2 separate regions of the Mus musculus genome follow, and region 1 is linked to region 2. A link is a contact called in public HiCAR-type data. All regions are on one chromosome and are shown on one strand. Each heading gives the region's core, a stretch centred on a gene start, on an enhancer-like site or on the middle of the called end of the contact. The rest is flanking DNA. Distances are from core to core; before and after follow the strand shown. Region 1 overlaps Psmb7 (proteasome (prosome, macropain) subunit, beta type 7). Region 2 overlaps Gm39799 (a long non-coding RNA gene).

Region 1 (6,769 bases), core at 1,156-3,655, 140 kb before region 2:
CTGAGCAGGAGGCCTGAGGGCAGTCTTCCGCTGTTTCTACTTGATGTCTTCATTGTTAACTTTTTGGTAGTGTCAACTCTTTTCATAGGTAAACAGTTTAGGAGTGGTTTTACCCCATCTTTTCTGTCCTTTCTGATTTTGAAAGTATTTTGTTTAGAATTTCAGGGATAGAAAGACATTGGTGAGAATTAACTTTTTGACAGTGTTTTGTGCCTGATCTTCTTTGAGGGAAGATGGCCTATTAAAAATATTTCGTTCTTCGTTCTGCCATTGTCATCGGAGCAGTAAATATTGTGGCGTTCCAAAGCTCTCTTTGCCCTTTAGGTTTGGGCCAGCTTTTATGAGCGAGGACTTGGGCTTGTAGTACTGATCAGCCAGGACAGGTGTCTCCTTCCTGTGCCTTTGGAACGTGAGGCTAACACACAAGCGATATGTTCTATGAGCTCCATCTCTTTCTCTCTTAGTTACAGGAATTACATGTAGAATCTAGGTAGATATTTTCTGTTAAAAATCTGAACTCCAATTAAGAAGAATAAACAGGGCCAAGTGTAAAACTGTAAATGAAATTGGAATTTTGTTCTCATTTCTCAGTGTGAAATTTATTCCTATATCAGCATTATTTTTTGTTTGGTGTACTTAAATACATAGAGAAAAATTATGTATGCTAGGTCACTTAAGAAGGAAAGGAACCAAAACTAAGACCTCTAGTTTTCTACAGAAGAAAGGCTTAATGTCAAGCACCTCTTTAAACCACATTAATCTTTTCAGACTTTCTTGGAAGTTTTGTCTTTGCCAACTAATTAGACTCTCCATATATTAAAGAAAACTGAGAATTGCAGAAAGAGTTAAAGTCTGAGGCATGTTAGAAGTGATTTAATTTTCCACTAAAGTAATTTTTATACTGTGTCAAGTCTGAACTCTTAAATAGTTCAAAGGTAGATGTGATAAATAGTTCAAAGGTGGATGTGATTTGGAGAGAAGAGGGAAATATCAGCCTCCCTTCAGTAAAAGTTGGGATTTTTATCATTCTAAAGAGAGCATTTCTTAGATTTAGTATGCCTGTATTTGAAACATTTAATGTTCTTCTACATTACCCGTGAGACCCCGAGACAGGTTGAAATAATTCCCATTGTATAAATTTATAATTTTAGGTTGAAATTTAACACTGCCAATTAGTGAAAATCACTATAAAGCCCAAATGATAGTCTTAACAACTGCTAGTAGATAATACTATAAAAATTTGCATTCATGTTAATAGATACTTAGAAAAAATACATCTTGCTTTGGGAGCGTGGCTTTAGTAGTAGAGCACTTCCCTACCGTGAGGCCCCAAGACTGTCCCCTACTTACCCCATAGTACACAGGTGACATTATTTTAAGTATGTCAATTAAATAAAAAACATCAGTAAAGCTGTTTTCATGTTGTCCTATTTAAAATGCACTCTAAGAAGTTTTGCCAGGCAGTTATGGTGCACGCCATAACTGGGAGGTAGAGGCAGGTGGATCTACAGAGTGAGTTCCAGGATAGCCAGGGCTATGCAGAGAAATCGGTTTCAGAAAACAAAACAAAACAAAAAACCAAAAAACAACAAGGAAAGTTTACTGCGGAAACTCCATTCAGTCTCAGGTCTTGAATTTGTCATTTGTGTATTGCGCTATTTTTCTGCCTTGTCCATGTACCACCTAGGCTATTACTTTTCTCTAAAACATTCTTTATTTTAACAGTAAATTGATAAGAGTTTACATGTATAAAATGCACTGGAGTAGTCACAGTCAATGAGTCTTAGCATTGTGATCACAGGTAGCTGTCATTAAATCAAAACGTTGACATTTCTTTGCCTCCAGTGTCCCTTAAACTCAGCGTGTTCTTGAGCTTTCCCATGGCCTCTTATTTTGTCTTCGATTTGCTGTCTAGATGTAGTTACGTAGTTAGCATCAAGAAATCCTGGGTATTATGTGCTTGTTCTAATGTTCTCTAAGATGCCAGAAAGTGAGTGTGTGCTATTTATAAAAAAGTATCAGCTTAACATAAACCCAGTTGAGTACTGGGGACAGAAGAACACTGGGGACAGAGGTCACTTCAGCTATCTTGTCTGTTCATTTTCTTACTTGCTGTTGATTTCTGATTTTTGTTGTCCACCAATGGCCCTCAGGGATTTCTTATCAATGTATGTCTCTGTGCTCCATCTTAACCTCTTGTTCTCCATGTTTGGTGGCTGTTTTTAGGGGCATCTTTCCCACTTGTCAAGGACTGGGAGCACCTTGAGTGCAAGAGATGACAGGAGAAACTCTGTTCTTCAGCTTCCAGCTCTCAGTAGTACTTGTTTGTCAAGGCAGGAGGACCATGAGCTAAAGCTAAATCTGAGTCATCAAAAACCACCTGACGACCCAAAGGGACTTTCTTTCCTTTCTGTCTGGAAAGTTCAGAATGTACTTTTGAGACAACAGGAAGGCTGGCAGCACGCTTCTCTACAGTGCTAGAGACATGCCATTAAGTACTCTGGGGCAGAAGATGGGGCACAGGGCAAGCAAGTGCTCATTGAGAAGGAACAGTCCAGAAAAGCTGCTGTCAACCCAGCAGGGACTTTTAAGCACCCTGAGATGGGCCTCTGCTATCTATTGTAGGTCGTCTGAGCCTTGGGCTTGCCTTCATTGAGTTTCAGAGAAACAAGTAGCTAGCCAGCGAACGCTTATGTAAGAAACCTGATAGTGATTGTTATCCACGGATAGCTGGATGGGGGCTCTAGTGTTAATCATACTGTGGCTTTTCAGATCATTTTCCATTCAGTTTTAAGGAATGTGACTAAAGTACCTGGAAATATTATGTTAGTCCAAGAAGTGCAGACTTGGCCTTGGGGTGAGAAAGAATGAAGCTCTTGGACGGTTAACTTAGGGCACCTCTCCTTCTAGTCCCTTTCTCTATAAGAAGGAATGTTTTCATTTGACCCGGTGAGAAATTTCAACTCTTGAAGATTACAATTCATTAAAATGGGTAGAAGATTAATATTTAGTCTGTCAAGATCAATACTGTCCCCTCTTTGCACTAATTGTCAGAATACTGTGCGAAGGCCGCCGAAGGCTAGCGGTGTGCGGCAGGACCCTGACATCACAGGGAGTGGATTCAAAGGCAAACTGTCCTGCACCCTCTGGTATCGACTTGCAAATTAGCATCTGGAATCTAATTAAACAAGCTTAATGAAAGCAGCAGCTGAATGCTGCTGGAGAAGACAGTCGCCCCCCCCCCCCCCAATACGTATTCTGTGCCGTTGGAGCTGGTCACCAAACACATTGTGAGCACAGTTTAAAAATTAGCATTTATTTGAAGAATAGAAACTGTTTTCATTCTGTTATGCGTTTGGCATGCTCTGACGTCCCATGAGAGCCATGCCACAGCAGATAGTGCACAATATTTATAAATCTATGACAGGCAATAATAGCAACTTGAAAAATTCTTTTGCTAGAATCTCAAGTTGAGAGCTGCCAAAAGCTGAGAGGATCAGATCTGCAGTGGCAGCTGCGTGCCCTACAGTTAGAATTCTAGACTTTGAAGATGCTCAACTTAAAGCAATGAAGACTGCAGGCTTAGCCAATTTTTGCAGGTTTCTAGAGCTCTGGCTCTCTGCCTTTTGAAGATGACTTGCTGAAGCTTCTACCACTGCCTGAGGCATGCTAACACCAGCGGGATCCTTCCCCCAGTCTTAGTGTGGCTTCAGTTTTAAGTAGCACGTGCTTTGTCAGTGCCCACTGTGATGGCCCTTTCTCTGGTTGCAGGAGCGAGTGATGAGCTCTTACCCTGTCCCCTTCAGAGGGAAAGTAGGAAGATAGATGGTGATGCATACAAGTGCCACTTCAGCCAGCTGATTTATGGAGTCATATTTCATTTCTCGACCAGTGCTGGCCTCTAGAGAAGCCCTTGCAGATTGCTAAAGATGTGAGCAGCTATCGCCCTAAAGGCTTGTGGTTATCTCACAAACGTGATGCCAAACACCTAGCTCCTGAAGAAACAGGATTAATCTGTCATTGTGGGCAGCTATAGATCCATTTAAATAATGGAAGACTTGATATCAATATGCTGCTCTGACAGCAAATCTTAGAAGTGATTGTGTGTGTGTGTGTGTGTGTGTGTGTGTGTGTATGTGTGTGAGTGTGTGTGTGTGTGTGTGAGTGTGTGTGTGTGTGTGTGTGTGTGAGTGTGTGTGTGTGTGTGTGTGTGTGAGTGTGTGTGTGTGTAACAGAAGCAAAGCTGCAGACTTCATATCTTCTGTGCAGAGGGACAGTAGTGGCAGAAATCTGCATTATTTAATTCAAAAAAATCTGTTGCGTTTATCATTAGGATGGTCCCAGAGGGAAATGAACATAAGTTCAGTATGGTTGTGGCTTAGGTGCTGGAGGACTAGACTAGGCTGTTGGTCTGTTTTTACTGCACTTACATCATGGCTCCCAATGCATGTCTGCAAGCTAAGTTTCAGAGACCTACCGGTAGTTCGCTGAGAGGATTAGATGTAGGCAATAAAACGCCTTCTATGACAGTGTATACAAAATTGGCTTTCTAAAACATGGTGAATGTCTTCTGGTTAGTAGTAGGTTGAAAATGTCACATAGCAGCCACTAAGAGGATCTCACACTAGACAGTAGTTTATGGTGTAGAGAGGTAAGAGCCTTCCTTCCCATATGAAAGCTCACAGAGAGTCCTGTGTGGTAGACCTGAGTATAGCACAAGTCTGTCATGGAAGTGTTGCTTTTGGGGGAGGATAGTGAATGAGGTGGCTGTAGTTTGAGCCGTTTACTGGAGGTCAGTGTTTTGTAATCTACCCTGTGAGGGAAGGAAAACCAGCTGTAAGAAAATCAGTAACCTGTGTGAGGTTACACACATGGCTACAGCAATGAGGTCAGAATATGAACTTTTACCAGTCTGACTTTGGAGTTGTTTTGCTGGAATCAACTACTGTGTTGTTCTGTCTCTTGGCTCAGTGTGTAATTCTCTGACAAAAGAGTGGAAGATGTGTTACTCCTGGGCCAGTTCAGAGTGTTCCTTTCCACTGGCTAGGTCTTGTGAAGACAGCAGAAAGCCAGGCATATGTCAGAGGGGGGCACACAAACATCAACCTACTTGTCTGGTGAGCTCAGCCACACAGGAGGGAGCCCATAGCAGGAGGGGCAGGGGAAAGAGGGGGAAATACATTTGGCTATTTGTTTTTGTTTTTGGTTTTGGTTTATTTTTTTGAGACTCGGTTTCTCTGTGAAGAAACCTTGACTGTCCTGGAATTCACTCTGTAGACCAGGCTGGCCTCAAACTCAGAAATCCGCCTGCCTCTGCCTCCTGAGTGCTGGGATTAAAGGCTTGTGCCACCTCTGCCCTGCTTCTTTTCTTAGATTGTAAAACTTTTTGGTTTTCTTTTCCTTGTTTTCATCCTTCTGTGGGCTTCTCCCCTGAGTTTTCTGATGATGTTTGTTTACACCAGAGTTGTTTTCTCTAGATGGCTGATGCACAGATGACATCATTCACCTCAGATTTAGTGATGAGACTAAGAGCTCTTTAAATGCTGGTGAGTGGCATTTGTCCATTTGAGGCAAGTCACAAATAACTGGAACAGGAAAAAAAATAAGCAAAGCAAGGCTATTGCATTTGAATAATGAGGTGCTCGCTCTTCCCCAACTGCCAAAACTTTTTCATCTTCGTCAACAATTGTTCTGTCCGCCATCCTATTTAGGTCGCATCTGTGGACTCTGAGCTCAGGACCCTGACAAGCAGCATATGAATTCTGTATTCATTAGTGATCTTGATCCTAATGCCTCTGTCCCTGCCACAGGGGCTCAGGTGTGGAAGCTGCTGGTTCATTCTCCCAGCTGACACCAAGAGGTTTAATGACTCTATAGGAAGGTGACCACTGACTGGGAAGTTTGCTGGCAGAATCCACACCACAGAGAGTGGTGATCAAGGAGGACTATGGGTGTTTAGCAGAGCACCTTCCTGTGCAGCTTGAACCCCATTGACATAAAACACAGTTTTAAGTAAATGCAATTAAAAAAAAAAGGCCTGGCCTTAAATGGTAGAAATGGTCTAGCTTAGTGAGCTTCACTTGCCTTCGTTTTTCAGATTTCGATTTTTAAGCTTGTATTTATGTGGTGGCTACATCAACTTGAATGTCTTACATGTCTAGAAGAAAATGTGCAGTTCAAACCGAGATTCTTTCAGTGCTGGCCCTTTTGTTTATGATGATCTTTTGCTTTTAAAAATTTTAAGAGTGTAGCTGAGTAGTGGTGGCACACGCCTTTAATCCCAGCAGAAGCAGGTGGATCTCTGAGTTGGAGGCCAGCCTGGTCTACAGGCTGAGTACCAGGACAGCCAGGGCCACACAGAGAAACCCTGTCTCAAACAGTAATAACAACAACCCTCCCCCCAAAACCAAACCAAAACTAGAATGTGGATTTATTGATTGACCTGTGACATGTCACTAAGTATTTTGACCTTTTTTAGGTCACGGAGTTCTAGAAACATTGAATTCCTTATTATCTAGCGACAAGTTCATCGCGTACATAATTCACACCCTTACAGTTTGCCTGTGTATAAGTTAGCAGCTTTACTGTGTTAATAAGAGTTGTACAGCTATCGCTACATTCAGTTTTAGAATATTTCCAAACTTCCTCTGATTCAAAAGACCAACATTGTGTCATTGCCTATTTCCTGCCAAGCCGCATGTTCTGGACTTGGATGTCACTGTATGTGTTGGTCTTTGTGTGTGTCCTTATTTTAATAATGTTTCATTCA
Region 2 (6,204 bases), core at 3,500-5,999:
GAGGCAGTGGGACTTCCCGCCACTCTCTCGGGGCTGCCTGAGCTGGGCTGTGCACGGCAAGGCTTTGTCCTATATATCTGAAGAAGAGGCACTTTATTACAGTAATTTATCACCCCCATAAATGTGGCTCCTCGGAAACGCAGAATAATTTGGGAAGAAATATGTTTTAAAAATTAAAAATGCAGTCGGTGTGCCCCCGTCAGGTCTGTGGGGAGGCATCTCGGCAGCTCCGGTAACTGCCCATGTAGCTCTAATACCTACAACTTCCATTATTTAAAGTGTGATTATATTTTTCCTGCTTGGAGCTTTGTCAGCTATAAATAAAAGATAAGGGTGAATTGTTGCGGGGCCTAGTAAGCACTTCCATTATTGGTACTTAAGGGGGCTTGGGGACGGAGGGAACTGGCCACGGTGGGAGCACCGGGAGGCCTGTGACTGGGCCTGGGAGCTGAGCTGATGGTGGGGTGGACCTCTGCTCTGTTGTGTTTTCTCATGATCCCAGGGTGACAGGATTCCCATGAGCTTCAGCTTCATTGCCTTCATCTGCCTAGAGCATCATGGGAACCACTGCAGAGGTTGCTACTTCAGGACAGTGGCTTCCACCAGGATTCCATCTCTCTAGGGACTCCACAGTCACAGGGGACACCAGGAGAGGGCGGTCCTATAAGAGAAAAGAATTGGTCCCCTGGGGGCTTTGCTTTTCCACAACCAGCTGTTTTCAAGCATGGTCCCGGTGAAGAAGGGGACTCAGGGCACAAGGTGGCCGTGTACCAGCCAAAAACGTAGGCTGTGAGTGCAGAATTGAGTTATTCCAATAATGGACTGGGACTGGGAGGGAAAGAACATCCCTTCTAGAATAACTGTATTGGAAAGCAGATCTGTTTGTTTTGTTCAAAGGAGCAAGGACTCAAAAGGGAGCAGAATGAGAGGAATCTAGAGACAACATTTGTCCCCATCTCATTCTCCACATTGGAAGGCCCCATGAGTTCACAGAGAGGTGACATTAGCCACTCAGCTGTGTGTTTCCGCTTCCTCAAGCTTCAGTTTGCTAATCTGTAATTTGGGTAGCAGCCCTGGGTCTCGGGGTGGTTGTTATGGCAATTAAGTACAAATGACCTCTGTGGTGTGTTGGGCCTGGCTCTAGTCACTCTCTACTCAGTAATACAGGTGAAATGAAGTCAGAATTACACATTTTCTGGTGACTGTGCATTCATGTCCATGCAAAAGCCTGCATAGATGTTTGAAGTGACTTTCTTCAGAATTGACAAATCTTGAAAACAACTAAGATATCTCCCAATAGAGGACTGGATGAACACACTGTGGCTCAACCAAACAGTGGAATGCTGCTCACCAGGAAAAACAAATGAGCCATAGGAATGGTGAGGTGATGTTTACCGTGCATCCAGTTCCAGCTAAAGACTCAAACAATGGTGATGACAGCACAAATGAGGATGGAGTTAATATTCCTTAGATGTAGACTTAAAACTACTGAAATAGGCTACTAGTGAGGGCTCAGTCTGTGTGCTCCATGTATGTAGGGCTCTATTCATGGATGAGGACCTGAATTTAGATCTATAGCACTCGTGCAAAATCCAACATGGAGGCATGTTTGGATCCCAGTGCTGGGGAAGCAGAGTCAGATGGATCACAAACACCTGCCGGCTAGCCAGGTTAGCTGAATTGGTGAACTCCAGGTCCTGTGGATATGAGAGCTAGTTTTAAATTACTAACCTTCCAGAAGCCAGAATCATCTGAGAAGAGAATTTCAATTGAGGAATTATCTAGATCAGGTTGGCCTGTGGGTATGTCTTTGGAGAGTAGTCTTGACTGGCAATTAATCCAGTCCACTGTGGGCAGCATCATTCCCTAGGTTAAAGGGCCTTGGACTGTAGAAGAGTAAATAAGCATAGTGCAAGAAGAGAGAATGGCTGTATTAATTTATCTATGTTTTTGATTGTAGATATGATATGACTAGTTATTTTAGATCCTGCTTTAACTTTCCCTCAGTGATGAACTCAAACCCACCACTGCAAGCCAAATAAACCCTTTCCTTCCCTAAACTGCTTATTGTTTTGAGAGACCCTATCTCAGAAGACAAACTCTAATCTCAACACATGTGCACACACACACACACACACACACACACATGAACATGTATACATGTACACAAAGAATGATTACAAGAGAAAATTTACCTAGGTACATTATATATTACGTATTTATGTATATTATATAATGTATACTTATATAGTAATGACGTTATTATAGCAACAGAAATTAAGCCATGAAAAAGACATAGAGAAAGAATAAATGCAAATTACTAATTGAAATAGATAGGTCTGAAAAGGCTCTAGTTCTATAATTCCAGCGTTATGAAATCCTGGGAGAGACAAAACCATAGTGACAGTAAAATAGTCTGTGGCTGTCAGAGGTCGGACCCAGGGGACTTGGGCAGTGAATCTGATTTGCATGATGCTGTAATGACTGCTATTTACCATCAGGGGTTACTCATAATGAATATATTAAATTTGTATCCATTAGTCATTATATGTTTTTGTGACATATAGAACATGCAACCTGGTGGGTGGATCCCACATAAACGGTGGGCTTTAGTTAATGAGTGTGTTTCCATATTGCTTGTCAGCTGAAGCAAATACAACATGTAGTCAGAGATTAGTCAGTATGGGAATAGTGGGGTGGTGGCTGGGGGAATACCTAGGCATTCTATGTACCTCTTGGTCCTTTTCCTGTAAGCCTAAAGCTGTTCTTAAAGTCATCTCTAAGAACTTGAGCTTAAAATGCTTTTGGGCCACCGAGGCCGTGCAAGCCTAGTGACTTGAGTTTAATCCTTGATCATACAAAGGTGGAAGGGGAGAACTGACTCCATGAATTTGTCCTCAGACCTCTCCTGTCCTGTTCCATGACACTCTGCATCTCTATGTGCACAGTCACAATGATTAAAAGGAAACCTTCCTTTTTTCAAACCAACCTACTAAGTAACTAACTAACCGAAACTCATTGTATGTTTGTCTGTATAGTGTATGGCTGTGTAGACATTCCTCTCAGTGTGTATGTGTGTGCGTGTGTGTGTGTTTATACATCCTGTGTGTGTTGGGGGTGGGTATGCGTGTCTGTGCATCTGGAGACCAGAGGTTGATAGAGAATGTCTTACTCAGTTGCTCTGCATCTTATTCTTTGAGGCAAGATCTCTCACTGAACCTGGAGCTCATCAACTTGACAAGGCTGACTGGCTAGTGAGACCTAAGAATCCTTTCTCTCTCTGCCTTCCCAGACCTGGATTGCAGGCTCTACTGAGCTGGGGTTTTTTTTGTTTTTTTTTTTTTGTTTTTTTCAAGACAGGGTTTCTCTGTGTAGTCCTGGCTGTCCTGGAACTCACTGTGTAGACCAGGCTGGCCTCAAACTCAGAAATCTACCTGCCTCTGCCTCCCAAGTGTACTGAGCTGGTTTTATTTTACATGGCTGCTGAATCCTAACTCTCATCCTCAGGCCTGTGTCATGAGCACATTACCAACTGTACCATTTCCCCAGCCCTAGAATTAAAGCTCCAAGATATTAAACCAGAAAGGCTAGATGGAGGTCAGTACTGGACATTCCCTCAGGGTTGGAAGACATGTTAGCTATCATTCTGCTCAGAATTACTAACCACTGTTTTTTTGTATTTTTCTTTTGTTTTGTTTTTGTTTGCTTGCTTGGGATTGTTTTGTTTGTTTGTTTGGTTGGTTGGTTGGTTTTTTGTTTTTGTTTTGTTTTGTTTTGTTTTGTTTTGTTTTTTTGAGACAGGGTTTCTCTGTTTAGCCCTGGCTGTCCTGGAACTCACTTTGTAGACCAGGCTGGCCTCAAACTCAGAAATCCGCCTGCCTCTGCTTCCTGAGTGCTGGGATTAAAGGCGTGCGCCACCACGCCCGGCTACTTTGGTTTTTTGAGACAGGATTTCTTTGTGCAGTCTTGGCTGTAGTGGAATTAGCTCTGTAGACCAGGCTGGCCTTGAACTCACAGAGATCCATCTGTCTCTGCCTCTGGAGTACTCTAACTGATTGAAGTCATGTGTCACCACCGCCTGGCTTAGCATTTTTATTTTATTTTTTTAAACCTCTAGGAAAAATTAAGGATTTCCCCCAAATACATACAAAGCTCATCATCCTTAAATTGTGCTTTAAAAGACCAGAGTAAGTGGGGTGGGAGCAGGGGCTTCCTGGAGTGTGGGTGAGGGTGGGGGCCTTGACTGTGCCTGTTCCCACTCTTCAGCTAGTTACACTGGGGCATGGGAATTTTGTGGTATGAACCAATGTTGCTGATTTAGCCCACATAAAACTGGTCCTGGTTGGCTCTACTTGTTATCCAGTCTTGGCACTGTATTGGTAAATAGAGTAAATGTGATATCTGTAAAATATGATAAGGTGAGGGCTGAGCCAATCACCTCGGGGCAGATGGACTGGAAGTCAATGAAGGCATTTACTAGGGAAATACAGTAATGGCAGAACTTAAGCAGAAGGGAAGAACTAAATGGGGGAGATGTTAGTGTGAGGGGATTTCACAGAGGAAGGTGACTGTGGCCAGGCTAGGTCACACAGTTACTTGTGGTGGCATAGAAAGGCTTCTTATTCTTGTCCCCTTCCTGTCACTTGCTCATGAATGAATCCATTTCTACTGAGTGTCACATGCTCTGAACACTGCCATCAAAGGTTTCCTTCCTGTGCACACATGTGGGGTGACCCTTCACACACTGAGCATGTTTGCTGAATGCAAGCACATGCCTTGATGAATCAGCAGCCCTCATAGAGTTCACTGTACAGTGATTTACTATGTAGTGGCTCACCATCTCCATACTTCTGTTTTCTTTTCTGTGAAATGGAGGAATAGAACAGCAGTCACCTAACATATTGTCAAGATGAAATGACTAAGTAGCATGCAAAGTGCATAGGCATTGTAAGGTCACAACACCTACTTAGCCCTACTCCACCCCCACAGAGATAAAGATTAAACCCAAGGACTTGCATATGTCAGGCAATTACCCACAGCTTCTAGGCCCTTTAGCAGGGCAACTTGAAGGTGTGTATGCATGTGTGTGTGCGTGTGTGTACTCTCATGTGCATGCGTGAGCACATGTGTTTGTGTACCCACGTGGTGTACAAGGATGAATGTGTGACTGTGCATGTGTTCATGTCTATGCATATCTGTGCATGTGTGTGTATATGTGTGTGTGTATGTGTGTTTGACCTTGGTTGCATGGTTCTTTAGTGTGAAGTTTTTAGATGACCAAGTCACGTCTCAATGTCAAAAGATTAGACATGACAGGTGATACAACAGACCCACTCTCCAACTTGATTTCTGCCCTCTGTCTAGTTACCCTCTAGGCTGGGTATAGACACTGTATGAGCCACATTAGCAGTTACTCTGGAAAGTGAAATCTGGAGGATGGCACCTGACTAAGAAGTCCCAGGTCCCACAGGCCAGCTGGCAGAGCCCAGAGCTTGTCTCCATTGCTCTCTCCACAGGTCTGTTCTGTCCCCGTGACTTGACTGGTCCTTGGTCTCTCACTGTTTGGTGTCTTGCCTGGCCCTCAGACTTACAGCCCAGACTTTTCCTGGAAAACCCCAAGCATTGTCACCTTCGTCCTCCCAATTCTGTGGCGGAGAGACAGAATTAGAACTTGCCTCGTGGTACGAAGTTGTGGCAATGACTGTAGAAGAATGACTTTCAACTTCTAGGAACCGACCCTGACAATCAGATAAGGCAAGCACTGAGTCACTGGCAGAGGCCACATCAGTGGAGATTTCAATTGTGTGTGTGTGTGTGTGTGTGTGTGTGTGTGTGTGTGTGTGTAGGATGCAGAGGCCCCTGGTTCCACTTCCTCCCTGGGAGGCCCAGACCCTTCAATACTGTTTCTGTGCTGAGATGGGAAGGAAGCACTCACCCAGCAGGTGACAATCCAGACCAGCTGGGATGTGCTGCTAGATTAGGTCCTAAAATATCACAGCTGTGAGAACCCAGATTTTTGTTTTGCAGATGATAAAACTATTCAGAGAAATCAAGGACTTGTCCAACTTTCCCAGACAAGCTTAAAAAATAATTGGGCCTTAAACTCAGGGATCCCGGAAGATCACCACATGGCTCCCAATAAGTGTTTTTTCCCAAGTCCTGAGCCTCAGCCACTGTCCTGAGGTTCAAATGATCATGGACAAA

What was found. HiCAR-type assays count read pairs that join an accessible place to other places.
Region 1: a contact with region 2 is called in a HiCAR-type map of Th17 cells, with 2.4 times the contacts expected there. The contact joins two enhancer-like sites. A contact is called at or near these places in 1 of 39 promoter capture datasets (the C10 cell line), 3 of 484 Hi-C or Micro-C datasets (Th1 cells, embryonic stem cells and pancreatic cancer cells), 6 of 115 datasets of contacts at active chromatin or transcription factors (CD8 T cells, the HPC-7 cell line, Th17 cells and 3 more) and 1 of 9 other capture datasets (embryonic stem cells).

Annotation. Positions count from the first base shown.
Region 1 is chr2:38,605,982-38,612,750 of GRCm38.p6, reverse strand. The region is part of intron 6 of Psmb7 (proteasome (prosome, macropain) subunit, beta type 7); the gene reads left to right. Among named protein-coding and RNA genes, the nearest start is that of Psmb7, 35 kb to the left of the region's middle. Within about 2 kb of position 2,405, at least 32 of the 459 cell types and tissues checked have an H3K27ac peak or open chromatin away from gene starts, as enhancers often do. A contact at or near this core is called in Th1 cells and Th17 cells, where this site is marked.
Region 2 is chr2:38,471,521-38,477,724 of GRCm38.p6, reverse strand. The region is part of intron 2 of Gm39799 (a long non-coding RNA gene); the gene reads left to right. Among named protein-coding and RNA genes, the nearest start is that of Gm25081, 5.7 kb to the left of the region's middle. Within about 2 kb of position 4,749, at least 81 of the 459 cell types and tissues checked have an H3K27ac peak or open chromatin away from gene starts, as enhancers often do. A contact at or near this core is called in Th1 cells and Th17 cells, where this site is marked.